Linked DNA regions of Mus musculus: region 2 is linked to region 1. Evidence: chromatin contacts called from public HiChIP or PLAC-seq data. All regions are on one chromosome and are shown on one strand. The core of a region is the stretch at or near the end of the contact, and the rest is flanking DNA. Distances in the headings are between cores, read along the strand shown.

Region 1 (6,983 bases), core at 1,588-4,087:
CTAAAAATTAGAAAACAAAAAACCCTTTTTTTACTAAATTTTTACTAAATTTTGATTTACTTCGGGACCACACATGCTTTGGTATAGATATGACTGTCAGAGGACTCTTGTAGGATCTTCTCTCTTTTCATGTGTCAAGCGCCTTGACCCACACACAGGATCCTGTGAAGATGCCCAAGCTTGCCCAAACGTTTAGGCTAAAACATACCTGCTGCTTCGGTGAGAAGAGCAGGTGGCACTGCGGGTGTGTCACTTGCCCAGTGTAAACACAGGTCTATACTGATACTGTGAGGGCCAATGTTATGTTTTAAGTTTAAATGACTGTGCTTAACGAATCTATAAAACAAGAATGACTCTAATCTGTAAGCCTCACTTGTCCAAGGACAGCTACCTTCCTAGGATGTTGGGAGCTGAGAATCACGGAACACAAGCCCCGTGGTTTTACTTCTGTAAATGAGCTTGGTTGCCCAACCGCACAGGAGATGCCTGATCACATGCGGGTGGGAGGGACAGAGGCTTGAAGTTTATCAGGATGAATGCTTGCCCCAGTTTGGACAAAAGCAGGAGATGTGTAGCCATAAGGGTTTTGCCTTTATAAGCCTCTGACTAATGTAATTTGGTGCCACAGTCTGAGAATCCCAGGTATGGACCCGGCCAGTCTTAAATAAAGCTTGCTTCAAATTTGGCTCAAAAATTGTGGCCTTATTTTTGCCCAGTAAGATTAACAATACAACTTATTAAAAAGATAAAGGGGAACTGGGGCTGTAGTTCAGTTAGCAGAGCGTGCTTGCCTAGCATGCAGGAGGCTTTGGGCTTTACTCCCAGCACTGTATAAACCTGTGTGGTGGGGCAGCCCGGGATCCAGTGCTAGAGAGGTAGGGCAGTAAGATCAGAGATTCAAATTTATCCTTGGCTATAGTGAGTTCAAGGTCCAGATGTAAAACAGAAAACTAAAACCACCCCCCTCCCAACACACAAAACATTGTTTTTAAAATGCCTGGTTTGCAGCAGACTGATGCCATGATAGGTGGACTAGCCAGAGATCTGTGAACATAACTTTGCAAAATGGGAGTGACCTGCCTCCGATGAGCCCACTACCAAAGAGTCAGACACTGATTTTGTCGTCCTGGAGAGGTGGGCCAAGCTACTCCTGTAAGCTGTCCCGAGGCCCTGTACCCGCCGTACCTGAGACTTCTCCACAGAGGCTGTGTGCTTGTCACACATGGGGCTAATCTCCATTCCGCGTTCCCGTTCTCGGTCACCCTGCTGGAAGAACTCAGCCATGATGCGATCAGTCCATTGTCGGTACAGCTCCAGGGGCTTGGTGGGATTGCTGAGGTCTGCACAGTGCACCATGTTCCTGAGGACCTGGTGAATACAGGGAGGGGCCTTCAGAGGCCAGGCAGAATCCCAGTCTGTGGGCCTCTGGCTGTCTTCTCTCTCTGTCTCCCTGTCTTTTTTATGAGACAGGGTCCCCTGTAGCTTAGGTTGGCCTTGAACTTGCTATGTAGCTGCGGATGACCTCAAACTCTGATCCTGCCCCCATCTTCTAAGTGCTGGGGACACAGGGATGCAACAGCACACTCAGATTTAGTTTCTAGTGGCTTTATTTGACTTTTTAAAAGGGGTTTCCAAATAGAGTCCCAGCTGGTTTTGGACTTGTGGCCATCCTCCAGTCTCTACTTTTGGAATGCTGGGATTAAGGGTGCTCACTAGGCCTAAGGTTTTCTTAACTCCATGTGCTTGTATGCCTGAATGTGTATGTGTGTGTGTGTGTGTGTATGTGCGCGCGCGCTAATGCACAAATGCATGTGTGTGTATGCGTGTCTGTGTATGTGTGTGCTGGGCAGGTGAATTGGAGTGAAGGAGAAAGCTGAGGCAAGAAGTGTGAGGGAAATGGAGAGAGGTGAGAGACAGCTGGGGCAAGATGGGTGTGTGGTGAGAGAAGCTGAGTGGGGTACGTCAGGGGAGAGGGTTGGAGAGAGACGGAAGAGGTTGAGAAAGAGACATATGGGAATTGACAGAGGAAGGAGGGGCATGTGTTGGAAAGGGAAGATGGGAGAGGCAATCACGAACGAGGAAGAGGGCATCTGGGGCACCTGGATACGGTCAGAGTAGTTGTCCAGCAAGAGAACTCCAGAGCTGGTCACTTTCTTCGTCTCTACCATAGTCTTCAGGTCAGCCAGAAGGGTCATGTGCTTGGACATGTCTGTGGCCAGCACCTAAAAGCAAGATATGTCAAGTCAGGGAAGAAAGCTTGCCCACCCTCCCCCTGACATCCACTCTGTTACCTACCCTGGCCCTAGATTTATTTTCCTTTGCCAAACTGCAGGGTTCTTAAGGCCCGCCCCGCCACCAAGCCCCACCCACAGCGCTGGCCCCGCCCACCATGTCGATGACCATCTTGCGCAGGCTCTGCCGCTGGCGCTTGCTGAGGTTCTGGAAGATGTCGCAGTTCTCTTCTTGCAGCAGCTTGAATCCCACAGCCAGGTGGTGGTTCTCAAGCACAGACTCATCGTTGTACATCAATGCCAGCTCCGAATCTGCAGAGTACCACGTGGTACCACCTGGGTACCAAGCCCCGCCCCGTGCGCGCCCAGTCTCCAGTTGGCTTCATTTTCAGACTGACTAGTCCCAGCCCCCTCCTCTGCCACATCGGTGCTTCACCAAATAAACCAAGCATCAGGCGCCTAGACTGTTCCTGCTCCAATCCTCCTCTGGCCGTCCTCACCCTTAGCCTAGCGGGCCCATCCCATCCTCACAAGCCCCGCCCCCACCTGGCTGGCTCCACCCCTAGCTCAGTTGGTTTAATTTCACGCCCCATAAACCAGGTTCACAGGCAGGTTGTTTCCCATCAATATATTAAGCCCCAAAGCTAGCCTTGCCAGCTCCTCCCCTAGCCCAGGTGGTCTAATCTCTACAACACAGGCTCCACCTTCATCCTGACCAGCCCCGGTTCCAGCTAGACCACCTCCATACTTTCATCCCAACGTGAGGGGCTATTCCCACCTCCATTCAACCAGATGTTGCTTCTAGGCCAAATGGCCACGCCCTGAGCCTAACTGTCTCCGCCCTGAAAAGCCACTCACTGGTGTTGATTAGGAACTGGTTGGAGACGCCAGGGTGGTCCACGTCATGGATGGCAGCAGCGAAGAGAGCAGCAAGAATCTCCAGGTCTGTGAACACGGCCTGGGGGCAGGGAGAAGAAGTGAGAGAGAGGCAGAGTCTGACACAGAGGGGACACACAAAAGGGACAGCCCAGACAGAGATGAGGAAGATGGGACTCCAGAAAGAAGAGGAAGAGAAAGATAGATGTAGTGTCTGGGCAGATGATCGCTGAACCAGTAAAGTGCTGGCTACGCAAGCATGACGACCTGAGCTTCAAACCCACACCCCACATTAAAAAGCCAGGCCTGTGGGCTGATCTTGCAATTTCAGCTTTGAGAGAGGGCTGCGTCCCTGGGGCCCCTGGCCAATCTCCCCTACTCAGTGGTTGACCCTGTTTCAAAAATGAAGGTGTTAATCTCAGCATTCAGGAGGCAGAGGCAGGCGGATCTCTATGAGAGCTGTACACCAGCCTGGTCTGGGGATGTGTGGCAACAAGTGACATCCTGACTTGGAACAAGGTAAAGGGACGGTAAGACACAAAGGAGTGTTCTCCGACCTCCACACATGCCCCGTGTGCCCCCTTACACACACACACACACACACACACAGGCCAGTAAAACAAAACAGACACTAGCAAGACTGCTCACTGGGTAAAAGAACTTGCTACTCAGGTAAACATGACTGAGTCTGGTTCCTGGATTTACATAGTAAAAAGGCAGAAAACTCCGTTCCAAAAGTTGTTCTCTGACCTCCACACATAGGCAACAGCACCCCCCAAAAACAAGAGAAGATAGGATTAGAGAAATGGGCTAGAGGAGATGAAGGGACAGACAGGAGGAGGCGGGCACTCACATCCAGTGCAGGCGTGGCCAGCAGCACATGTGTGGACTGTAGCACATCGGCTGCGTGCAGGCTGTTGTGGTAGGCCACGTCAGCGTGGTAGTGGTCCTCCAGCGTCAGCATGTATGTCATCATGGTGTCCACGGGGATGTGGAATTTCTTCAGTAAGTCCCGCTCCTGGGAGCCAGAGCAGAGCAGTGACTCCTGCTGACCCCCAATGCCCCGTCCCAGCCCCTTGGATCCCAGCCAGCTCCCTGTTCGACATCACCTGGAATATCGTATACATGATACAGCTGAGTGAACGGCCTCCAGCGTACTCCGACACACAAAAGATGTTCAGGCCCCATTTGCTCAAGTTCTCCAGTTCCTGGCAGTGACAGGGTAAGAAGTCAGGAGCTTGCATGGTTCAGGGACAGGAAAGCTACTTCCTAGGACTCTGAGCCTCATTACTGTTCACAAATTGCATAAAGTTCAAATGCATGGACATTTTTTTTTTTTTTGAGACAGGGTTTCTCTATGTAGCCCTGTCTTTGTAGACCAGGCTGGCCTGGAACCCAGAAATCCGCCTGCCTCTGCCTCGAAAGTGCTGGGATTAAAGACGTGTGCCACCACCACCTGGCTTGCCTTAAACTTAAAAAAAAAAAAAAAAAAAACCAAAAAACCCAACATATATTTATTTTATGTATATGAGTGCTCTATTTTCATGTATGCCTGCATTACAGAAGAGGGTATCAGGTCCATTGCAGATGGTCACAAGCCACCATGTAGTTGCTGGGAATTGAACTGGAAGAGTAGCCAGTGCTCTTAACCACTGAGCCATCTCTCCAGCACCACCCCTCCCACCACTGGGTTTCTTTTTGTAGTCCTGGCTGTCCTGGAAGTCAGCCATCTGTCTGTCTCTGCCTCCCTAGTGCTGAGATTAAAAGCATGGGCCAGATACATGGACTTTAAGACAGACTATATCTTTGTATGTGTGTGTGCCTGTGTGCAGGTATGCATATCCACAGAGATCAGAGGTCACCTTAAGATGTCTTCCTCAATCATTCTTCTTTGTAAAATTCTTTAAAAAAAAAAAAAGAACAAAAACAGTCGGGCATGGTGGTGCACGCCTTTAATCCCAGCACTTGGGAGGCAGAGGCAGGCAAATTTCTGAGTTCGAGGCCAGCCTGGTCTACAGAGTGAGTTCCAGGACAGCCAGGGCTATACAGAGAAACCCTGCCTCAAAAAAAAAAAAAAAAAAAAAAAAAGAAAGAAAGAAAGAAAGAAAGAAAAGAAAGAAAAAACCATTTATGTGTATGCGTATCTCTGTGTTTTACTTGTGTACAGGGCCAGAAGGTGTGCTCCATCCCTGGAGCTAAAATTGCTGTGAGCCCCTGGCCTCCTCTCCGAATCATGGATGGTGGGAGCTGAACTAGAAACCTTCGCAAGAGCAGCAAGCCCTCTTAGTGGCTGAGGCATCTCTGTAACTCCTTTTTTCCCCCTCCCCAAATTTATTGTTTTCGCTCTCTTTTTATTTATTTACTTTTTTTGGTTTTTTGAGACAGGGTTTCTCTGTGTAGCCCTGGCTGTCCTGGAACTCACTCTGTAGACCAGGCTGGCCTAGAACTCAAAAATCTGCCTGCCTCTGCCTGCCTCTGCTGGGATCAAAGGTGTGCGCCACTGCTTCTACCTCCCCAGTACTAGGGTCACAGGCCACCACACTGGGCTCATGCGGTGCTGGGAAGGGACTCTGGGACCATAAGCATGCCAGGCTTCTCTAATACCCATAAGCTCACAAGCTGGGAAGCAAGCCGGGCCGACCCCCAGACCTCTGTCGGACTGTAAGCTGCTCATAAGACCTCAGTTGTGTTGGGGTCGGAGGAGGACTGTTGGTCTCCTCGGAATCCATTACACACCACGAACTCAGTTTATAACACTGATTAAAAAGCCGTGTACCAGGGCTGGCCACAAGTGTGTCAGAATGAGTGACTGTCTAAATCCAAGGTTCTGGTGGAGCAAGTTGGAGTCACTCTCTGACCCTTCCACCCCACAACATGTCAGACTCTGCACCCTGGGAACCTGGGTTACATGAGCCCCAAAGCCCCTGCCCTTTGATGGATGCCTCCCAGACAAGGCTTCCCCTGTTGAGCCCCGCTCCCTACACCTACTTGTGCTAAGAGGTCCTCCTGATCTGTCTTGACTCCAAATCGTGGGACATTGATGTTCAAGCTTCCGGTGTGTACCAGCTTTTTCAGCCCTGTGATCTGAGACATGGGCTGGGCCTGCTGCACTGCTGCTGGTGGGGGCTGCTGGAAGGGTCTCTGTCGCGGCGTGGGCGATGGGATCTCCACTTCGTGCTGCTTGTCTGTCAAAGGTCAGGTAAGAAGCATGGGATGGCTTTCCAGGAGGCTCCCCCACATCCCTCAGCCTGTGGTGGTGTCCTGAGATGTCTCACTTGCTATGAGGCCATCCTTCTGCAGGGAATGCTCTTCTCTGTTCTGAGGCTGGAAACCAGGACTCATGAAAGAAGTTTTCTGGGAGGTGGTGGGCAGGAGTGGGGGTCTTAGGGATGATCCTGGACTGTGGAGTACCCTCAGACTGGTGCCCAGTTTGGGCCACAACATGGTATGAGACATGAGGATGTGGGATGAAGACCCCCAAGTGAGCTGCTGCTGCTGCTGACTCTGGATAGCCAGGGGACCTTCTTGGCCAGGGAAGATACCACTCTGATGGCTGAGGGTAGTGATGGGAGGTGACATCGTTGGTAGGTGAGAGGGAAGGGAGGTCTCTGGATCCATGACACCCCCACCCCTTGGCACCAGTCAGCCTGAAGAGCAGCCACAGAGACTCTTTTCTTGAGCTTTCAAAGGCTTCTGAGAACCAGTGGGGCTGACCCCATTATGACCTTGGAGGACCTAATTTGCATGCAACCAACCCACTGGCTGCATCCTCAGAATTCTAAGACATACCACACCTTAGCTATTGGAGGGAGGCTTAAAACTCAGAATCTCCCGGTCTTGAAACATTTTTTGGCACGGTCTCATCATGTCATCCAG
Region 2 (6,983 bases), core at 3,018-5,517, 200 kb after region 1:
ATGGTGGGTACCTGCATGGCAAGGGTCATCTGACACCCTCTCCTCTGTGGCCCACTCACCTCCTCGCCATAAGGGAGAACGGATGCTGCCATGCCGAGCACGGCCACTGCCTTTCTGTTGCCAGGGCTTGCGGCCACCACCACTCACCTCAGCCCTGGTCTTGGTGTTAGCATAGCTCTGTGGGTACAAAGAGGGTGGGGTAGGCTCAGGCAGAGAAGACTGTCAAGGGGACAGTGCGGGGAACTTAGGGACCAGAGTCCTCCACCTTGAGAAATGGTCCTTTGGCTGGCGCATGGCCCAGCAGTAGAGCAACCATCTAGTGAGTACCGGTGACACGGCTCTATAGTAGAAATTCCCGGGGGGTGGGTATGGGGGACCTTTGGGATAGCATTGAAAATGTAAACGAGGAAAATACCTAATAATAATAAAAAAAAAAAAAAAAAAGAAATTCCCAAGTGGGATGGTGGTGACTTATTAACAGAGCAAATGCCCAGCCACCGAGGTTCTGGGCCTACTACCCAGTCCACCTGCACTCAGTACCTCTCTCTGGGGAGACTGCTCCTGAGCATGCGAGCCCACTCTAACTGCTCATGTTCATTCATGTCTCCTACTAGACTTGGTCCTGTGGGGCAGGGATCTGGTGGGTCGCAGCTTCCCTACCATAACAGCTACAGGGATGGGTGCTAAACTACGACCTGAGAAGGGACCTGCCTGACTGGAACAGGCAGCCAAGGCTTGAGCTGGGTTGTTTCCAGAGAGCACACTCACAGGCCGCTGAGCCCAGTGGGAAGCTATGCCAAGCTACTCAGGACACTCACGATTCTCCTGAAGTTCCTCTGCCAGATGGCGACCTGGTGCACAATGTCCAGCCTGGAAAAGGGAAGGGAGACCTCAGAGGGACACCCCAGGTGAAACTCTCCCACATTTGCATCCTAGTAAAGGAAACCTGGCTCTTCTGTTCGGGACCCTCTGTCCTCTACTCTTCCCCAACCACAGGTGACACTACCACAACTCAAGCTCGTCTCTGTACCACGAAGTCCAGCCTCAGTTGGCAGCTATGCCTATCATCCTGGTACTCAGGAGGCTGAGGCAGGAGGATGGAGAATTAAAGGCCTACCTGTACTTCATGGTAAGACTCCACCTTTAAAAACCAAAGAGTAGAGATGTGTTTTCTCTCTCTCTCTCTCTCTCTCTCCCTCCCTCCCTCCCTCTCTCCCTCCACCCCTCTTTCTCTCTCTCTCTCTCTCTGAAATGCTCTTGTCTTGGCTGGATCAAGCTCAAAGTACTCAGGAGTGCTGGAGAGGTGGGTCAGTGGTTAAGAGTACTTGCTACTCTTGTAGATGCCCAGGTACAATTCCTAGCATCCAAGCAGCTCATAGCTGGTTTTAACGCCATTTCTAACCTGTTCCAGCTGCTGAGGGCACTGCACATATCACACATGTAGTATGGTACACACAGACACATTCAGGCAAATCCTCATACACGTAAATACAGGTGACAGTGACTAGTATTAGGTGGAGTCACAGGACAACCTTGGGTGTGGCCCTTGATTTCCAACTCAGTTGAGACAGGTTCTCTTGCTTGTTGATGCTCTACTGGCCAGCCTTGGAGCTTCTTGGGGCTCTCCTGTCTTCCCCTCCCCTCTCCATGCATGTGCTGTGATCACAGACACACTCCACCACAATCACTTTATGTGGGTTCTAAGGTCCAAACTCAGGGATTCACACTTGTGTGGCACATACCCCCTAAGCTGTCTCCTCAGCCCTTTAGAATATATTTACTCAAGTAGATGTAAATATTTTGTCATCTCAGTAGTTAACACTAGCTGTTTTTTAAGTGTACAGTGGTCAAATGCTACTGGGACCTGTGTGGAGCAGTATGTTGAACAAAAGCAATTCTGTAGGCCAGTGAGACAGTTCAGTGGGTAAAGGCACTTGCAGTAAAGCCAGACTTGTGTATGCACACATGCATACATGTATACATGGAACACACATGCCATACACACACACATACACATGTAAAGAGGAAACCAGCTCATTCAAGTTGTCCTTACTGCCACATATACAAGTTTTCCCTCACCACCAAAAGGCTAAAATATTAAACAAAAAACCCAAGCTCATCATGGAGATGGTAAAAAGTAAGTTGCAGCCTGGCATGATATTATGCCCACCTTTAACCCCAGCACTTAGGAAGCAGACAGGAGGATCCCTGTGTGCTCAAGACCATCTTGGTCTACATGAGCTCCAAGACAGCCAGGGCTACATAGTGAAACCCTGTCTTGAAAAACAAAACAAAACAAAACAAACAAACAAAATGAGTTTCCTGGTTATGAGCATGTGTGTCCCACCTGTATATATAAGTATGTATCTTTGCCTGGCACCCACAAAGCCAGGACAGGGCATCGGTTCCTACAGAACTGTAGTTACAACTGGTTCTAAGTAGCCACACAGATGCTTACATCCTGTCTCAGCCTCTCCTATGCTGCTATTACAGACAAATGCTGAAAAATCTGGCCTTCTTAGATGTCATTTTTTTTAAATCATGTTAATAGAATTTACTTACTTTTTTAAATGATTATTTATTCATCTTATGCATATGAGCACACTGTAGCTGTCTTCAGACACACCAGAACAGGGCATCAGATTCCATTACAGATAGTTGTGAGCCACCACCATGTGGTTGCTGGGAATTGAACTCAGGACCTCTGGAAAGCAGTTAGTGAGCCATCTCTCCAGTACTTAGTATTTTTATTTTTATTTTATTTTATTTTTTTTAAAGATTTATTTATTTATTATATGTAAGTACACTGTAGCTGTCTTCAGACACTCCAGAAGAGGGCATCAGATCTCATTACGGGTGGTTGTGAGCCACCATGTGGTTGCTGGGATTTGAACTTCGGACCTTCGGAAGAGCAGTCGGGTGCTCTTACCCACTGAGCCATCTCACCAGCCCAGTATTTTTATTTTTACTTATGGTGTCATGTAGCCCAGACTGGTCTGGAACTCACTATGCAACCTTGACCATTAATTTCTTGATTCTCTTATTTCCACCTCTACAGTGCTGGTGGGGTTAGAGGTGTGGGTTACCAGGACATGTGTATGCTATAGAAGGGAACCCAGGACAAGGTGCATGCAGGCAAGCCCTCTAACAGTGCACACCTCCAGCCCTAATAAAAAACACTTCTAGAGAATTTTCTCTGTTGTGGATTAATCTACCTAGTCGTCACACAACTTCTTTTGTTGTTGTTGTTGTTGTTGTTTTTGTTTTTGTTTTTTGAGACAGGGTTTCTCTGTGTAGCCCTGGCTGTCCTGGAACTCACTTTGTAGACCAGGCTGGCCTCGAACTCAGAAATCTGCCTGCCTCTATCTCCCAAGTGCTGGGATTAAAGGCATGAGCCACCACCACCCGGCTGTCACCTAACTTCTTGAGGTCTGACAAAACGGAGACCCAAGCACAAGAGAGCAAGGCAGGATGTAATAGGTCAGGGTGACAGCAGGGTTGAGTCATTCGCCTTCCAGCCCTGTAGCAGCGAAACTGATCACCCCTTTTGTCAAGTGGAGAAACCACGGCAAGTTCCTCCCATTGCACCCTGCACTCACCGAGGCGCCGTTGCAAACACGTCGGGGTGCAGCTCCGCCAGGCCGATGCGCTCCTGCTCAAAGCCTCGGAGAGACTCGACCCAGGCTTGCACCGGACGCCGGTGCACTGGGATCCGGAGCTCACACTTGCGCAAAACAGGATCTAGGAGACCTGGCGGGGGGTGACAAATGAGCGGTCAAGGGTCAGGATCAAAGCTCAGTACCTTCTGTGCTATCTCCCCCCACTCTGTGTGTCAAGGTCCCGGTCGTCTCACCAGCGCTATCTCGCGGCTCTGAAATCTCGGCCGGCCGCTCCGCGCCTTCCGCTAGAGAGTGGATGACCTGGAAAATGACAGGCGGGAGTTAGAGGTGCTCTCGGAGGTTCTCAACCTTTGACCTCCGGCCTTGACCTCAGCTCAGTGCCCTACCCGGGAGCCAGAGAGTCGAAGCGAGGCCCGGGAAGCGGCCTGGAACAACCGCAGCATCTCGGAGGACCTCTCGCAGCGCCGAGGTCGCTGCGGTACGGACGCTCGCGGCGGTGGCTGATGACGTCGTATGTGCGCCGGGTACGTCACGAAGGCGATTCCGCCGCCATCAGCGCCAGGTCCCGAAGCCTGAGGCTGTGGATCAGCTCCACTTGACAGCCGGAAGCCCCGACACCGGAGAGCCAGAGCCGGGTGCCGGGAAGCAAACCCCAGAGACGCGGTTCTCTTTTAACCAATGAACCTCAAGTATTGATGGAGGGTCCGCCCATACCTGGGCGGTACCTGGCTAATAAGCGTTTATCTTTTTTATTGAACGTGGATGAGCCTCCTGCTACACTGCGTATTTTGCCTACATTTTTTTCCTGTGTCTTTCTCTCCCTTTACCATTATTGATATGAATTGACTTTTGTCTTTTAGAGTAAGGGTCTCACTCCTGACTCACCCTATGCAGCGCAGGGCGACCTCGAACTCAGAGAGATCCACATGATTCTGATTCCTGAGTACTGAGACTAAAGATGTGTGCTGGGCTGGGCCGTGGTGTTGCATGATTTTAATTCTAGCACTCAGAAGCAACACTGCAATTCGAGGCCAGCCTGGTCTATATAGTACATAGTGACTTCAGAGTGAGACCCTGTCTGGAAATTAAGAAAAAAATTTTAAAGGTGTGTGCCATGTCCATGTCATGTGGCTATTTTTCGCTTTTTCAATATATATGTATTTTAATTTTTTACTTTTAAGAAATATTTTATTTATTTTATACATATAAGTGCTCTGTTTGCATGCCTGAAGAGAGCATCAGATCCCATTATAGGTGGCTATGAGCCACCATGTGGTTGCTGGGAATCGAACTCGGGAAGAGCAGACAGTGCTCTTAACCACAGAGCTATCTCTCCAGCTCCTATTTTAGTTTTCTTAATTTATTTTTGTGTTTGAGTGTGGAAGTAAGAAGACAACTCAAGGGAGTTGCGATTTCCTTTCACTCTGTGGATAGAACTCAGGCCATCCAGTTTGGTGGCAAGCCACCTAACCAGCTGAGCCATCTCAAACGCCATCCTATTCTTTTGTAAACAAGGCTTCTCTGTGTAGCCAAGGATGACCTTGAGTTCAGAGTCTCCCTGTCTGGCTTCCGGAGGTCTGGATTGCTGGTTGTCTGCACCGCTATGCTTACATGACCAGGTGAATCTAATTTTATCTGATCTTCCCTCCCCCTCTCTTTGGTGTGTGAAGGGGTCTGATTTGGCTGGCCTTGAACTCTGTGTAGTCAAGAGTAACCTTGAATTTCTGATTCTTTTTTTTTTTTTTTTTTTTTGAGACAGGGTTTCTCTGTGTAGCCCTGGCTGTCCTGGAACTCACTCTGTAGACCAGGCTGGCTTCGAACTCAGAAATCCGCCTGCCTCTGCCTCCCGAGTGCTGGGATTAAAGGCATGCGCCACCATGCCCGGCTGAATTTCTGATTCTTCTGCCCCCCACCTCAAGAGTCCTGAGATTATATGTATGTGCCACCATGCTGGTTTATTTAGTGCTAAAGATCAAGATGTTTGTGCAGTTTAGGTGCCCTAGCAGCTGAGCCATCTCTCCAGCCCCTATGGGGTTTATTTATTTGTTGAGAGAGAACTCCAGTATGTAATCTTGAAATCCTCCAGCCTCCTCTTTCCAGATGTGTTTGATTCTTTAAATGAAAGTCCTGCCAGAAAGCTTTCAGTATTTCTTAGATTCTCCAGGGCTGGCTATATCCCTCTGAAATCCCTCCTATCAGCCCTGTGTCCCTCCACTCACATCTAATCCAGGATCCTGCCCCCTGTCCTTCTAGGACTCTCCCAGGGCAGAGGGGAAAAAAAAATTACCTCATGAACAGATCCAGATCACCTCACTAAGAACCTCTCCAAAGATAATTGAAAGAGTTTATGGTTTGTCTCTGTTCCACACTTGACCTTCAGGGGGTGCTGAGAGCTTACACCTGGCTCACTGCCATCCACTATGAGGGCTGGACAGAGCTTGGACTCTGGTCTCTGAGCCAACCTCCTTTTCATCACCTGGATAATGGGAAAATTGTGATTCTTTTGTAAATGAGGAGTACAAAGGGTGGAATTCCTGGCTTGAGATGAAAATTCAGTAACCAGCATTATGGATTCTAATACTGAAGGAGCCTTGTGATCAAAGAGACAACAGAAGACCAAGGCAGGCCGGGCATGGTGGTACAAGCCTTTAATCCCAGCACTTAGGAGGCAGAGGCAGACCAAGGCAGGTGGTTCTTAGTGAGTTCAGGCAACCTTGGTCTACATAGTGAGTTCCAGGCTACACAGTGCCATAACTCACTGGTGGAGCAGACCCTGGAGAATGTAATTATTGGGCTAAATGCATATAGTTTTGTTGTTGTTGTTGTTGTCGTCGTCGTCGTCTTTGCATTTGTTATCAGTTTATGTATTTTCAGACATGTATTATGTAGCCCAGCCTAGCTTGGAACTCACTATGTAGCTGAGAATAACCATGAACCCTGATCTTCTGTCTCTGCCTTTCTCGTGCTAACATGACTGTCTTGTGGAACTATGTGCTGTTCGTGTAGTACTGAGGCTGGAGTCCAGGGCCTCCTGCTTGTTAGGCAAACACCCTATCCACTGAGCCCCAGCCTCACTGATATATTTTTGAACATTTCTAGGATATACTATTAGATTTACTAATTAACTATTAAACAGTGGTAGCCAAGTATACATGAGGCCCTTGGTTCTATCTCCAGCACCACAAAGAAAACAAGGATTTATTCTAACCAACAGTGCCTTTTCTATGTGCAGTTGAGAGTGGGCATACATATGCCAAGCTGCAGATGTGGAGGTCAGAAGGTGATGTTGAGTTGTTAGTCCTTTTCTTTCACTAGATAAGTTCCAGGGATCAAGCTCAGGTTGTTAGACTTGGTAGCAAGCAC

What was found. HiChIP or PLAC-seq counts read pairs in DNA pulled down with a chosen protein or histone mark.
Region 2: a contact with region 1 is called in an H3K27ac HiChIP or PLAC-seq map of embryonic stem cells, with 5 read pairs. The contact joins the promoter of Mrpl4 here to the enhancer-like site in region 1. A contact is called at or near these places in 1 of 15 datasets of contacts at CTCF or cohesin (large pre-B cells), 1 of 484 Hi-C or Micro-C datasets (the G1E-ER4 cell line), 3 of 115 datasets of contacts at active chromatin or transcription factors (the SCID.adh cell line and embryonic stem cells) and 3 of 9 other capture datasets (adipose tissue, liver and pancreatic islet).

The regions. Positions count from the first base shown.
Region 1 is chr9:21,200,530-21,207,512 of GRCm38.p6, reverse strand. It overlaps Pde4a (phosphodiesterase 4A, cAMP specific), which reads right to left. Exons shown (of 15, transcript NM_183408.3): 8 at 6,096-6,292; 9 at 4,217-4,315; 10 at 3,961-4,125; 11 at 3,090-3,189; 12 at 2,389-2,543; 13 at 2,100-2,222; 14 at 1,186-1,368. Among named protein-coding and RNA genes, the nearest start is that of Keap1, 35 kb to the left of the region's middle. Within about 2 kb of position 2,837, at least 73 of the 459 cell types and tissues checked have an H3K27ac peak or open chromatin away from gene starts, as enhancers often do. A contact at or near this core is called in embryonic stem cells, where this site is marked.
Region 2 is chr9:21,000,021-21,007,003 of GRCm38.p6, reverse strand. It overlaps Mrpl4 (mitochondrial ribosomal protein L4), which reads right to left and starts at 4,267. Exons shown (of 9, transcript NM_023167.2): 1 at 4,007-4,267; 2 at 3,854-3,920; 3 at 3,600-3,750; 4 at 819-870; 5 at 60-177. The coding sequence starts at 4,063.